Linked DNA regions of Mus musculus: region 2 is linked to region 1. The links are chromatin contacts, called in public promoter capture Hi-C maps. All regions are on one chromosome and are shown on one strand. Each heading gives the region's core, a stretch centred on a gene start, on an enhancer-like site or on the middle of the called end of the contact. The rest is flanking DNA. Distances are from core to core; before and after follow the strand shown. Region 1 holds the start of Trpv6 (transient receptor potential cation channel, subfamily V, member 6). Region 2 holds the start of Tcaf1 (TRPM8 channel-associated factor 1).

Region 1 (6,454 bases), core at 1,222-3,721:
AGAAATTCAGGCCAGAAGAAATAGCTTAGTAGAAATGCGAAAGAGGTGAGAATTCAGTTAATATGGGATTAAACTAGGGAGCTGCATAATTAAGACCCAAGAGAAGTATATCACAAGGAGAAAGGCTGACTTCCCTTTCCTCATCTTACAGAGTTCTTTAAAAAGCTTTGCCTTATTGAGAGACCATCCTCCATGAAATCCTATCCAGGCCTGTTCCTAGAATTTCTTTTTGGGCCCCGTCTCTTGAGCTCTAACTTGCTTTTGTGGGGATGACAGAATCTCCTTCCCTCCAAAGCCTATGTTTGACTTTATACTGGATAAACCAGGTGATGGTACTATCGAGGAGGAGATTCTTTCACAGTTCATGATGCTCATTTAAGTGTTCACCCCCGGCTTGTCTAATTTCTGCCATGTCTTCCTTGTATATAGCTGATCTCTCAGGCCAAGAAACTCCTAGTAAATTTCAGTTCCTTCTGGGAAGTACCATCCAAAGAAGGCCATTACCATAGACACCAACTGTCTGGGAAAAAGAGAGTTTAAGAAACTCTGGAAACAGATGTGTTGGGGTGGGGGTGGGGGCAGAATCCTGTTACTGATGGCAATAGGCCTTTCTAGCCTAATACTGCAGAGGAGGCCCATCAAAAGGAAGGAAGAAATGGATGCAGATTAGATGGGTGCCAACAGCATATGCTTAACCAGGCTGCCTGCCTGCTCAGGCCCAACTCCTTTACTTTGTTCTTCCTGCATATGAGATGTTGGAACCTCACCTGCCCCTTTCAAAGCCCATGGACTTTCTGCAGTCTGTGTCTGATGCCCCCAGCGACAGGGTCCTGAGAGTGGGAAGAGGAGAAGTGAAACCAATGAGGAATTATTCTCTAACAACAATGTTATTCTATTGTCCTAAGATGTCATCAGCCAGACATGTGCCCTACCCCCCACTCTCCCAGGCCTGGGGGGAGAGAGGTGGGTGGCTGCCATGAGAGACAGGAAAACCACAGCTCTAAGAAGGGGCACATCCCAGCAGGGAATGTTTAATCAAAAGCATAGGAAATCCCAGGCAGCCTTGAGGCCAGGCTAAGACAAGCCCTGCATTCAGAGATGGAGAAAAACCTGAAGACAAAAACTTTCTGCCTTTCCTCTGTGAATACACATGCTACCTGTCACTGAATTGCCTTGGAGGGAAGCCACAAAAGCAGGACTTCCTTTTAGCATGTCACCAAATGGATGTGGAACCCCAATGGCAATGTCAGAGAGAAGAGTGCTCACAGGTTGGGCCCAAGATCCAGTGGATCATCCATTTTCCTGCTCTCAAAGCCAACTCTAAGATGCCATGAGTCAGGAGTGGCTACCAAGTAAATAGAAGGAAGTCTACTTTTAGCAGATAGAATCAAAATAGGAGATTTTCTAAGGGCTTAAACTCCAGACTCTCTCCCAGTCCCCCTAGCCTGAAAGATAGCATGGTGAGCATCTTTGGCATTGAGCCCAGGAGTCCATGCCAACCCATGAATAGAGGGGGAAGACACTCCAGGCTGCAACCGAGCATTGTTGGTTCTTTAAACTCAAGTAGCTGAGACAGATGCACAGGAATGATATGTATTTTCATATTTTTTGCCATCTTTTCTTACCTCTTTATTTATTCAGTCACTCATTCATTTCCACATGCATGCTTCTATATAAAATGTGTTTCTGTTATAGTCTGCTGTAGGGGCATGGAGTAGAGATACATAAGATATTACGCTGCCACCATCACCTTTTGGGGAGATAGCTTACAAGGGGGTAGTGAGATGCCTGGCTACTGGGGAAGTACTCACAGGAATCCTGCAGAAATGAATGGTACCTTAAGGGAAACTAACAACTGTGCCCAGGCAACTTCCCACCTGACATTCTGGCCAGCTAGGCTCACAGGCTAAGGCTCAGGAGACGGTGCTAACAAGGGGCACAAACTGTCCAGACAGGGTGCTAAGAGAAGACTCAAGCAAGCCAGGAGGGGTGGGGTGTAAGCCCTGCTGCTGCAGAGGTAGAAGACGCAGAAGCAGATGGCAAACTTACCTCTTCTGCTGCAGCAGGTTCTGCTCGTCTCGGCTCTGAGCCCAGGACTCTTGTCTGTGGAACCATCTGCAGAACTTGTTCCATAGGCAGAGTATTAACCCCTTCTCCTTGGGCAGGGACCACCCCATGGGGTGGAAGGCTGGTTCCTTGGGGGGCTGAGGCTGATGCCAGACCCCAACTGGGCTCGACCCTGGGGCCACATTGGCACCCCCAAGAGCCGGCCTGTCCTCTCTCTGTAGAGGTCCCGTCTCCTGTCTTCTGTCTCCTACTTCACCTGTGGAGCTGCTGAGGCTTCCCGTGGCTGCCCCTAGGAGCCTGAAGAGGGCTCCTGCTTTGTTCCTCTTGGCCGGGCTGGAAATCTGCTGGGCTTGTGTCTCTGGAGCTCCTGTTGGGAGTGAGCAGGAGCTATGTGGGCACTCCCTCCCTCCTCCCAAATTACCTGAGATTTAAAGAGACAGGCCCCAAAGTCCTGCCTACTGAGACCATGCGTCAGCTGCAACTCTCTCCACCCTGGAACTCTTCCCCTGTTCTTAGGTCTTCAAAGAGATTAAAGAGCTGGCCCCTGGACTTTGGGATACCCAGTGACCTTTTTCTAGGAAGGCTGGGACAGGTCAGGCTCATTGCAGGATGGAGGAACTTCTGTCTGTTTTTACTGAAGGTCTGGGTTTTAAGTTCTCTTGACTCTCAGGGTTAAATGTCTCACCTGGCCCTGAACAAATATATAAATAGCAAAAATCTCACCCACTTTGAGTTAGCACTGGTTTCTGTAAAGTACCAGACACTACATGTAAGTATTTTAGGCATTATAAACCCAGTATAGTCTTTTCTCTTTGGCTGTGGGTGGTCTCCATTATCACCATTTAATGATGTAATATCCATCCCCAAGCTAGTGAGTCAGGGTATAAAATCTAGTGGTGGAAGATTGGGATTTTTCTAGGGGTAGGTGGGTTACCAAATAAGACACAGGTTGGTCCCAGTGAGGTGGCACCAACCTGTAATTCCAGCCCTGTATATGTAGATGCAGAAAATGGAAAGTTGGAGGGCAGCCTGTGCTACACAGGGAAACTTTGTCTGGAAATTAAAGCTATAAGAATGCCTAGATAATTTTTTTCAATAAATATAAATATTTTATATGCTCTAGAGCATTTTATCTAGCAACCTCCCCATAAAGACATTGGGTCATTGCCACTGGCACTAGGCGCAACAATTGAGTGTGTCTCCACAAACTCACGTGGAACCTATAAGGCAGTTACTATTCATATTTTGCCCATGGAGATAATAGAGGTTCCAAGTGCTAGAGCGAATCCTTGAGGTCTGAGAAGTGAGAAGTGAAACCCAAACTCACCTGGTGCTCTGTAGTCTGCCCTGTTTAGGCTTTTTCATGCACTCACGCTAATAGGCAAAATGATTTCTGCCAGAGTTAAGACTTCCACAGACAAAGTCACAGGCATCCTGGGTCGCAGCAGCAGGAGCAGCAGCAGCATTGAACTGCAGCAGGGGCCAACCTGCAGATAAATCTGGCTTATTTGCCTTATGTGGAAGAACCTCTGCCTCATTCAAAATTCTTCTGCCTCCCAGGGGGCTCAATTATCTGGGATGGCAGATGGCTGTTGAAGTCACAGGTGTCTGTATGTCACTCTCCAGCTTCAGCTTGTTGTTTTCTATGTCTGATTCAAAGATCAGGAAGGCTCAATATGTGTGTGTGTGTGTGTGTGTGTGTGTGTGTGTGTGTGTGATATGCCTGTGCTCTGGGTGCTATATTGTGTATACAACATGTGTTTGACATATGGTATGTATATTTTATATGCACCTTTGATCTGTTTGTGGTGCTTCTTGTATGCAAGCTTCGTGTTGACTATGATACTGTATGGGGGTCTTATGTATGTGTATGTAGGATATGCAATGTATATATTTTTTGTTTATTGGCATTGTATGTATTGCATGTTTAATGAATGATACATCCATGGAATATATGCTTTTCATGTAATGTACACGGTACATGAAATACGTGTTTATGTTTTATGCTTAATATGCATGTAATAATGGTATGTTGTATGTATGTGTTTAGTATCTAGGTGTGGTATGCATGATGTAGTATGTGTTTGCTTGGTGGGGTGTGCCATATGTATTGTGTGGGACTAAGTTTGCATGACCAAGCTCAAGCATATGTGTGGGGGGATTTCTTGGGAGCAAAAGTAAGGTAACTGTGTGGGTGGGGTATGGAAAGGCCACCTTCAAAAGGAAAGCTGCTTGTGTTCCTGCTCTTGGGCCTAAGGCCAGGCCATACAGCCCTGAGCAAACAATGCACTTCGATTAGCTGCCTTCCCCACCCACCTAGGGTCAGTGAGTTCGAGCTGGGTGGGGGGAAGGCTAGAATCCAAACCTTGAACCCAGGACCTTTGTGCCCATTAAGCCAAGTGTTTGTCTGACGCTGACCAACTCCACCTTCTCTGTTCTTTTCAGCTCTAGGAAAGGACCCCAGTTTAGTCACCAGCGGGTGAGTGGACAACACAGCCAGGCTTCTATCATGCTGTGGAATGAAATGATAGAAAGTCAGAAGGAAGAAGTAATTTTCTAATATCTTTCCTCTTTTTGCTTGGCTTCCTTCACTTGGCTTTGTTGTCAGACGGGTAGTGCTACAGATGGGACATTGACAATAGTATCAAAATGAGTAGAGGTACAATTGGGGTGACTTGACAGTCACAAATTTGGACATCAAAATTCTCTCTTTTTGTAGCCCACATCACATTCTTAGGGCAGAATGAGGCTGTAGACTATTGTCTTTATCCAAGGTCTGACACTGGCACCCCCATCAGGCCCTTCCAGTCCTGCAGTTGACAGGTATGTCCCCCTATACCTCCTGGACTTCTGGTTTTGAGGGGACAGAAAGCATCTGAAGATCACAGTAGCTTTGTCCCCATGCCACCACTGAGAGAGGAATTAGTTTGACCTCCTAGAGCCAAGAGATACTCTCATGTTGCATGCTATCTGTGTTTGAGTGAGGGGCACACACAGGCTATCACAGGGATTGGTCTGAAGTTGTGAGACTTGTAATCTCACTATTTCTAAATCCTGATGACAAGCCTGAGGAGACTTGTGACACCGAGCCTGCGATTTAGCATCCTCTACCATGGTCAGCAGACGACAAGTCTAGAACAGGCCAAGGCACTGCACAGGAGCAGTTCATTCTGTCTGTTTCTTTTTGCTTTGAACTTAACCTCCACTCCCATTATATGCTGGGGTGATGGGGAGGCATCAAAATATTAATGACCCCCTCTAGGGGTCACATGAAGTGGGGCTAGAGAGGTTAATGAGATTATATGTGTCTATCTGGGCTTCTGTGTGAGAATGGGCCTGAAATACCAGATTCTGCATTTGGTATGGTTGCTGAACCTAGGTACTGTGCATTCTGGAATAATTTGTTTTCCTGTAGGACCTGATGCATGCATCTTTCAATGCTTAGCAACTTCTGAACCTCTAGTCCCTAAGTGACAATAGTCTCCCTTGCCAACATCTTCAAGAAGCAAAATCAACTTTCATTGAAAGCCACTGATAGAGTATAAAGTATGTGTGTGCTTTATACTTGGCTAGTGGGTAGGCAAAAATTGCTTTGGATATATATATGATATGATATATATGTAGCATACAATGTGTGCTTCTGTGTATGTGTGTTGTATATGTCATAGTTTATGAAGTGTACATATAAGTTGAATGAAATGTATGTGGGGGTGGTACATACTATGTTTGGGTGTGGTGTGTACAGCAAGTAGAATTTGTAATACGTGCAGTGTATATACATGTGGGATATGCAGTATTATGTGCTATGTATGTATTTAACATATGCTTGCTAATATGTATATGTTGTACCTATGATGTATTGTTAGGGTATGTATGCATTTGGCATATGTTGTATGTATGTTTATTATATGTAGAATGTACATGTGTATGTGGTACATATATGTAGTTTTACTATTATGCAATCTATGTTTGTATGCCTTATATGTGTATGTGTTTGTTGAGTATGTATGTATTGTGTTATATGTATATGTAGTGGATAGTTTGTTCACATGTGTGTGTTGCACATGTATGGTATGTAGGCATGTATATCTATGTCTAAAGCTCTTTGTAGTCTCTGCAGAACTCTGTATTTCTGGCTTCATCGTCCTCTCCAGTTCTTCTTCTTTCTCTTTCTAGTGACTCTCTCTGCCCATGCTTCTTATTTTGGGCCCTCCAGGAAAATGTTTATAGGCAGTTTGTTCAGCAGAAGATCTGGACTGCTGATGGCTGGCAGACAGTGGGGTCTTTAGGGATGAAGCTAGGGCAGGACAGGGAGGAGAGAGAGGTCAGAACCGGTGCTCACTGAGAGTGGAGTTTGTTCCAGTCACTGGGTTCAAAAGCCCTGAAT
Region 2 (6,458 bases), core at 146-2,645, 1.1 Mb after region 1:
CAAGTGAGAAACCTAAATGCTCAATGGTAGAATAACTATAGGGTATTAAACCAATTAGAAATAAAAATGAAGGAAGTATAAGCAAGGATTAATCCTAGAGCTATAAGAATATACAGGATAATATTCATGAATGAAAGCATGACAAAATCATAAAGCAACCCATGTATGTTTTACACATAAGAGTAGAACTATGAAAACGGCGTAGTTGAAAGGAAAATCGCGAAGGATGCCAAGTCTCAGGCAGGGAAGGGCAGAAATGAGACCCTCCATTATGGTATTCAAGCCTTATTTTTTTACTTACAAGACGGCCAAGCGTTTATTTCACTATCTTGTAGATTAGACCACTTTGGAATGATAAGCATTCATTTTATTCTTAAGTCTTTAAAGCAACGCAAAACAGAGTGAAGAGCTAGCTGAAACGCAATCACTTTGCAAATCCTTTGGAGAATGGACAAATGGTTAGCGGGTCAGCCCATAGACAAGAGACATTGGTTCATCTCTTTAAGAGATTCTTCCTCCACGTTTCCACGATTGTCTAATTGGCAAGATCCTTTTTCCCCCTCTTCCATTTTTGTCCTTCATTTCAGGTTGGGCCAACCCAGAAGGCCTGCGGGGGGTGGGGGGTTGTGTATCTGCCAACTGGATAATCTAAGCCCCTGCTGCTGCAGGCCGAAGGCGGTCCAGACCTGCGTTCTCCAGAAGCCCCACACCCATTTCAGCAGCACCCTGCCCACATCCTCCCACCCACCTCTCAGAGCAAATATACTCCAGGCCCCTGGGTGCTTAAAGGACATGGAGAGGACTTTTACCTGGGGGCGGGTAAAGGAGGCTAAGCAGGGACTGTGGCCCTTAAAGAATTCTGTGTGGAGTCTCCTTCCGCAACCTCTGAGGTTCCTTTCATCAAATCCCAAAGGCTCCCTGCTGAACACAAACCACTCAATAAGGAAATGGGAAACGGCTGGGAGGGGGTTCCTGGCTGGCGAAGGGATAACAATGCAGGAAGACTGAAGGAGATATCTAAAGCAGCGGAAAGCTCAGAAAGAGACAGAGAGGAAGGTCTCAATGTGGAATGCATCAGCCACCTCCGCACGCCCGAGTTGCCCACACCAGCCCCCCACGCAGCCCCAGGCACTCGCCACCTCCTGCCCCCTTCCCCGCGAAGCACCCCACCCTTCTGGCAGTGGCCTTTGTCATCGCAGGCCTCTCCTGGTGCAGACCCTATCGCGGAGCCAGACTCACTCTGCGTCGCTGTTCCCTGAAGTGCTGATTCGGAGGCACAACAGCAAAGGAGGAAGCTACCCAAGGGGAAGAAGCTTCAGGCCTGCAAGGGAATAGGCGGTGGACCAGTGGATGGGGGACGTGGAAAGTCACTGGCAGAGAAGGGGGAGCAAGCAATGGGCCGTCCTGAGAACTGATTGGCTACACGGGGATGTGGGCGGTGCTCCGCTCTCTGCCCCCAGACCTTAGAGGCTCTCCTTTATGTCAATTTCTGCTCCAAGGCTTGGATGTGCAGCTGGCCAATTTCTAAAACACATACATACATACATACATACATACATACATACATACATACATACATACAGCTTAACACTGTGAACAAATAAGACATTGATAAAACAAGAGAGCTTTTATCAGAAATTATACACAATTATATTAAGAGAAGAATTAAAGCTATGGGTCCTATATTAAATTTAATGAAAAAGTCAAGTTTTGGTAGAAGAGAGTGTGTCTACACTTTGTTATATCCCAAACATCTGGAGTTTGAAGCTGTTGCATCTTCCTTAGTTTCATAAACTGGAAGTATGAGTGAATAGTGGCGGCTACAACAAATTGCCAGACAAGGAGGTGAATTAAGCCACACCCTTCCGACATCTTACAGTTCTGTACATCAGAAGCCTGGCACAGGTTCCACTGGGTAAAGCTGGGAAAATCAATGGGAGGATTTGCTTTCCTCCCTTCTCCAGATTCCAGAGTAGGCCTCAAATGATCTGACTTTGCCTGCTCAGGGACTTGCCCTGTCTGCAGAGGCAGTGGCCTCATCACTCCACCCTATACTTCTGCTATGGCATCTTCTCAGCTTTCTGATGCCCTCAGTTCCTTAGGGGACCCTGGTATCCATTCCAGTGGTTCTATCCAAATGACTTCTCAGCTCAGGGTCAGGTAACTAGCAAGCCTAATTCCATCCAGATCACAACTTCTTGGTCCTGTAACATTGCATCCTAACATGCTCTAGAATGATATATGGTTTCTATGGGGTCGTGTGTCTTCCCCCGAAGGTATGTTAGGATGTTTTTGCCCTGTTCTGTGATACTTGTCTCTATCAGGGTTAAAATAGGACTCTACGACTACATGTGACAAAGATCGTGCAAATGTCTGCTTTAACCTGAAAGAGGGCAGGTAATTCCAGACATGGGTGATTGCATCGTACTGTCACATTGATTGAGTTCACTCTGTTGTAACTAGGACATCCTCTTTGTAATGTGGGTCCCTTCATCACTGACCTTCAGCTCAGCTCACTGGTACCTAACTCAAAATCAAATCATTCTCTGGGGGTCTTTGCACAGCTCCATCGACATCTAGCCCATATGCTCATCCTTCTTCCGACTTACATGTTACTTACATGTTCTTTGCCAAGTAGTGCTGGGTCCTGGAGCAAAAGATAAAAGAGGGGAGCCAGTACCAGGCTCCCAGCATATTTCTGACAGCCTCTGAGAATTTGAGGAGACCTTTCTCACACATTGTCACAGTGTGCTTCAGTTGTAACATGACTGACGGGTAGCCTGATCCTGTTCTACCCCAATTCTAGCGGGCCTTTCTTTTTTGACCTCTTTTTTGAGGCCACGTCTCTCATTCCATTCAGTCCTCTTTTCTCCCCTGCATTGTTAAGTTTCCTCCCTGAGATAGTGCAGTTCCATAGGCAGAATGTGTAGTGGGAAGATCATATCAACAGAACACTTGCCTTGGTCTCCAAGAACCACTTATTACCACTTCAAATTCTGCTACTTTAAGAATTGGAACACACTGTGATAATGTGTGAGAAAAGTCCTCAAGAATTCCCAGGCCCTCCTCTTCCCTCTTTTTCTCCAGAGGCCTGCACTTCTTAGAAAAGAGCATGTAACACTCAGAAGAAGAGCAGAAGCAGGAGCTGGGAGAGGATGAGTTGTAACAAGGACCTCAGCGGCGAAGGGCAATATAACCTGTGCTTTCTCCATACTGAGTGGGAAGGAGCTCTGTGCACTGACAATGTATCTGTGCAACCCCCAAGATGCTGAAAATGGGGTGGAGGAAGGGATGGAGGGAGGGAGGGGGTGGCTTTCCAGTGATCTGTAGGCTAGGGAGAAGAGGATCTAGGTCAGTCTGTTTGCCACACAAGCATGAGGGGCTGGGTTTGAGCCCAAGTAAAAGGCTGGGTGTAGTGACATAGGCTTGTAATCTGCAATCCCAGTGCTAAGGAGGCAGGGACTGAATTCCTGTGGGTTAATTGACAATCAACCTAATCTACTTAGTGAGCTTTGAGCCACTGTCTAAAAACAAAACAACAACAACAACAACAACAACAACAAAGCTAAGATAGATGGCTCCTGAAAATGTATACCCAAGTTACCCTTTGGCCTCCACCAACACACACACACACACACACACAGACACACACAGACACACACAGACACACACAGACACACACAGACACACACACACATACACACACACATGCAAGCACCTACGTTTCATTGTCATCCTCTATTTCTATCTGTACAAACCCTTTCTGCTGCCTGTATTTTGGAGTCCCTTTGTCCACAGAGGGACAACCCAAACTAAAAATGGTCCTTTACCCTCTGTGTATGTGAGGAGAGGCCTACAAGCATGCATTCTGCTGGTTGTCTCCTTTGAGAGAAGGAGGCTTTGTCAAGAGAGCAATGCAATTGTTTTGACAGGTGAGATCCAGCTCAGCGGCAAGGGGCCCTGGTCTACGGAAAACAGTTGGTAAACTGCAAACACCTATCTCCACAGCTCCTCTCACTCAATTCTGAACCACAGACACACCAGACTCCTGCAGCTCTCACTGTGGTGGCCATATAAATTAGTGTCTGACCTTTGAAGGCATTTGGGTTTGTAATCCCACATCTATTGGTTCACTGCATGATGCACCCCTCTATGGGTAAAGGGCAATCCCCAGCAATGTGGCAACTTGAGTTGAGAAAGGGACATAGAATTGCAAAACCTTTGGAAGGTCTCCAAAGGACAAGCGTGTGCACACACACACATGCACACACACAGGACCCATATATACATGTCTACATATGTGACTCTATATTGTATAACGACGAAAATCTGAAAGACTCCTCCATCCTCATTTTAGGATACTCCTTTGAAATCATAGCTATCAAATTCTTCTGAATTTCTATTAATTTGAAAATTGAATATATATTTCAATTAAAACTGTTATTTAAAATCAACTTTAAGAGCAACTTTTCTAGGAGTTTTGGGATATTTAAGCTTCCAAATTGGATTTTAATAATAATAATAAAAAAGACTTGTCTATTGTACTGGCTAGTTTTGTGTCAACTTGACACAGCTGGAGTTATGTTATCACAGAGAAAGGAGCTTCAGTTGAGGAAATGCCTCCATGAGATCCAACTGTAAGGCATCTTCTCAATTAGTGATCAAGGGGGGAAGGCCCCTTGTGGGTGGGACCATCTCTGGGCTGGTAGTCTTGGTTCTATAAGAGAGCAGGCTGAGCAAGCCAGGGGAAGCAAGCCAGTAAGGAACATCCTTCCATGGCCTCTGCATCAGCTCCTGCTTCCTGACCTGCTTGAGTTCCAGTCCTGAACTTCCTTGGTGATGAACAGCAGTATGGAAGTGTAAGCTAAATAAACCCTTTCCTCCCCAACTGCTTCTTGGTCATGATGTTTGTGCAGGAATAGAAACTCTGACTAAGACATCTATGTTATTGTCTTTGTGAATAATTCAACTAGAAAGACAAGGTAATAAAGGCCAGCCTTTCTCCCTAATTTCACATAAGAGCAGGAACAGTGACCCTTGCTCCCCATTACATGACAATGTGATGTACCTAGAAGACAGACTGTTCCAGGGAGTCACAGAGTCAATGGCCTGCAGTTGCTTCGTGAAGCATTGATTATGAGATTCAGTCTAGTAATAGATGCTTTTGAATGCAGAGAAAGTCAACTGTATTTTATTAGAGAGGACAAAGGATTATGTGAAACGGTTCCTGATAGAAGCCACCATTGCTGTTAAAAATCATCCAAATTGTAGCTCAGTTTAAAGAGCAGAGAATACTTGCACCTAAGCATTTGAGATCGATTTGTTTAAATGGTGTTCCAGTCCCCTCTGAGTATTAAGGAAATTCCTTTTCATAAGTAATACAGACCAACAAAATGCCTACCACTGTTATATTACCAATATCAAATTTTCAGATCCAATTTGAGGTTAGCCAGTTGTCCCCAAAATTGCATTTATGACTGCAGGGCATGAGACATTTGAATCTTCAGTCTTCAGTCATTTCTTGGCTTTGATAGCTTTGACATTTTTGAAGATTCTACATATCCACAGTGAAGGATCATTACTTATTATATTAGAAGTGAGACTTCCTCTTCATTGTGAGAACAGGAGTTATATGATGAGATGCATCTTCAGAGACATGATGGGGTGGGTGGGAGGGATTGCTACTCTGGGTGGATGTGTTTCTGATTACAGGAAGTTTACAGGACTTTTAATGTAAAGGGAATTCACAGAGCAGTGCTGTTTTGTTTGTTTGTTTGTTTGTTTGTTTTAATAAAAGTGCTTAGCATTCTATTGGCTTCCTTAAATTATTCTTTTTCAAAATATTAAGTTCTGTCTGAGGTACTGAATCTGGCAAAGTTTCCTCTTGGAAACACTTTTTAATGCATGTTTAGAAGCTTCTATGTCTGTCTGCCTGTCAAAAATGATCAACAAGTGAATATTAGATAAAGTACACACAGAAAAGGAAAAGCAGGATACTGCCTATAGCGTGAAATATTAAAAAATGCAATCCACGCTATCTCTGGCAAGGAACCGGCAGGCCTTGTTCTTATCTCGTGGAGACTCTCTGACCCAGAGCTCGGAAATCTTTCCATCCAGCTCACTAAGTTCCCATGGCGGGTCACTGCCACACCACCCCCACATTTCCAAATTCCCGTGGCTGGCTGGGGTGCCCTGCCATCATACATTTATTTTCTCTGGAACTCAGTTGAGTGTTGTGAAGGAAAACACCACACAATCTTACTTTAGAATAAAAAAGCAACACAATCTCTAGGCACAACGACTAACATTCTAATTTATAAGCCATTCTATGTTAAATCCTCCAGTAGCAGATACAAATGGATCCACCACCTAAATTGGGGACCTTTGCTATCTACATTTTCACCTCCATGCACCTGTCCCAAAGCCTGTCCTTCTCTCCTCTTCTGATGTCCCTCTCT

What was found. Promoter capture Hi-C pulls out the DNA fragments that hold promoters and counts their contacts.
Region 2: a promoter capture Hi-C map of second pharyngeal arch cranial neural crest shows a contact between it and region 1. The contact joins the promoter of Tcaf1 here to the promoter of Trpv6 in region 1. A contact is called at or near these places in 6 of 39 promoter capture datasets (cranial neural crest, frontonasal cranial neural crest, hippocampal neurons and 2 more).

Annotation. Positions count from the first base shown.
Region 1 is chr6:41,633,934-41,640,387 of GRCm38.p6, forward strand. Trpv6 (transient receptor potential cation channel, subfamily V, member 6) reads right to left here and starts at 2,472. Exons shown (of 15, transcript NM_022413.4): 1 at 2,050-2,472. The coding sequence starts at 2,297.
Region 2 is chr6:42,708,720-42,715,177 of GRCm38.p6, forward strand. Tcaf1 (TRPM8 channel-associated factor 1) reads right to left here and starts at 1,396. Exons shown (of 9, transcript NM_001355769.1): 1 at 1,240-1,396.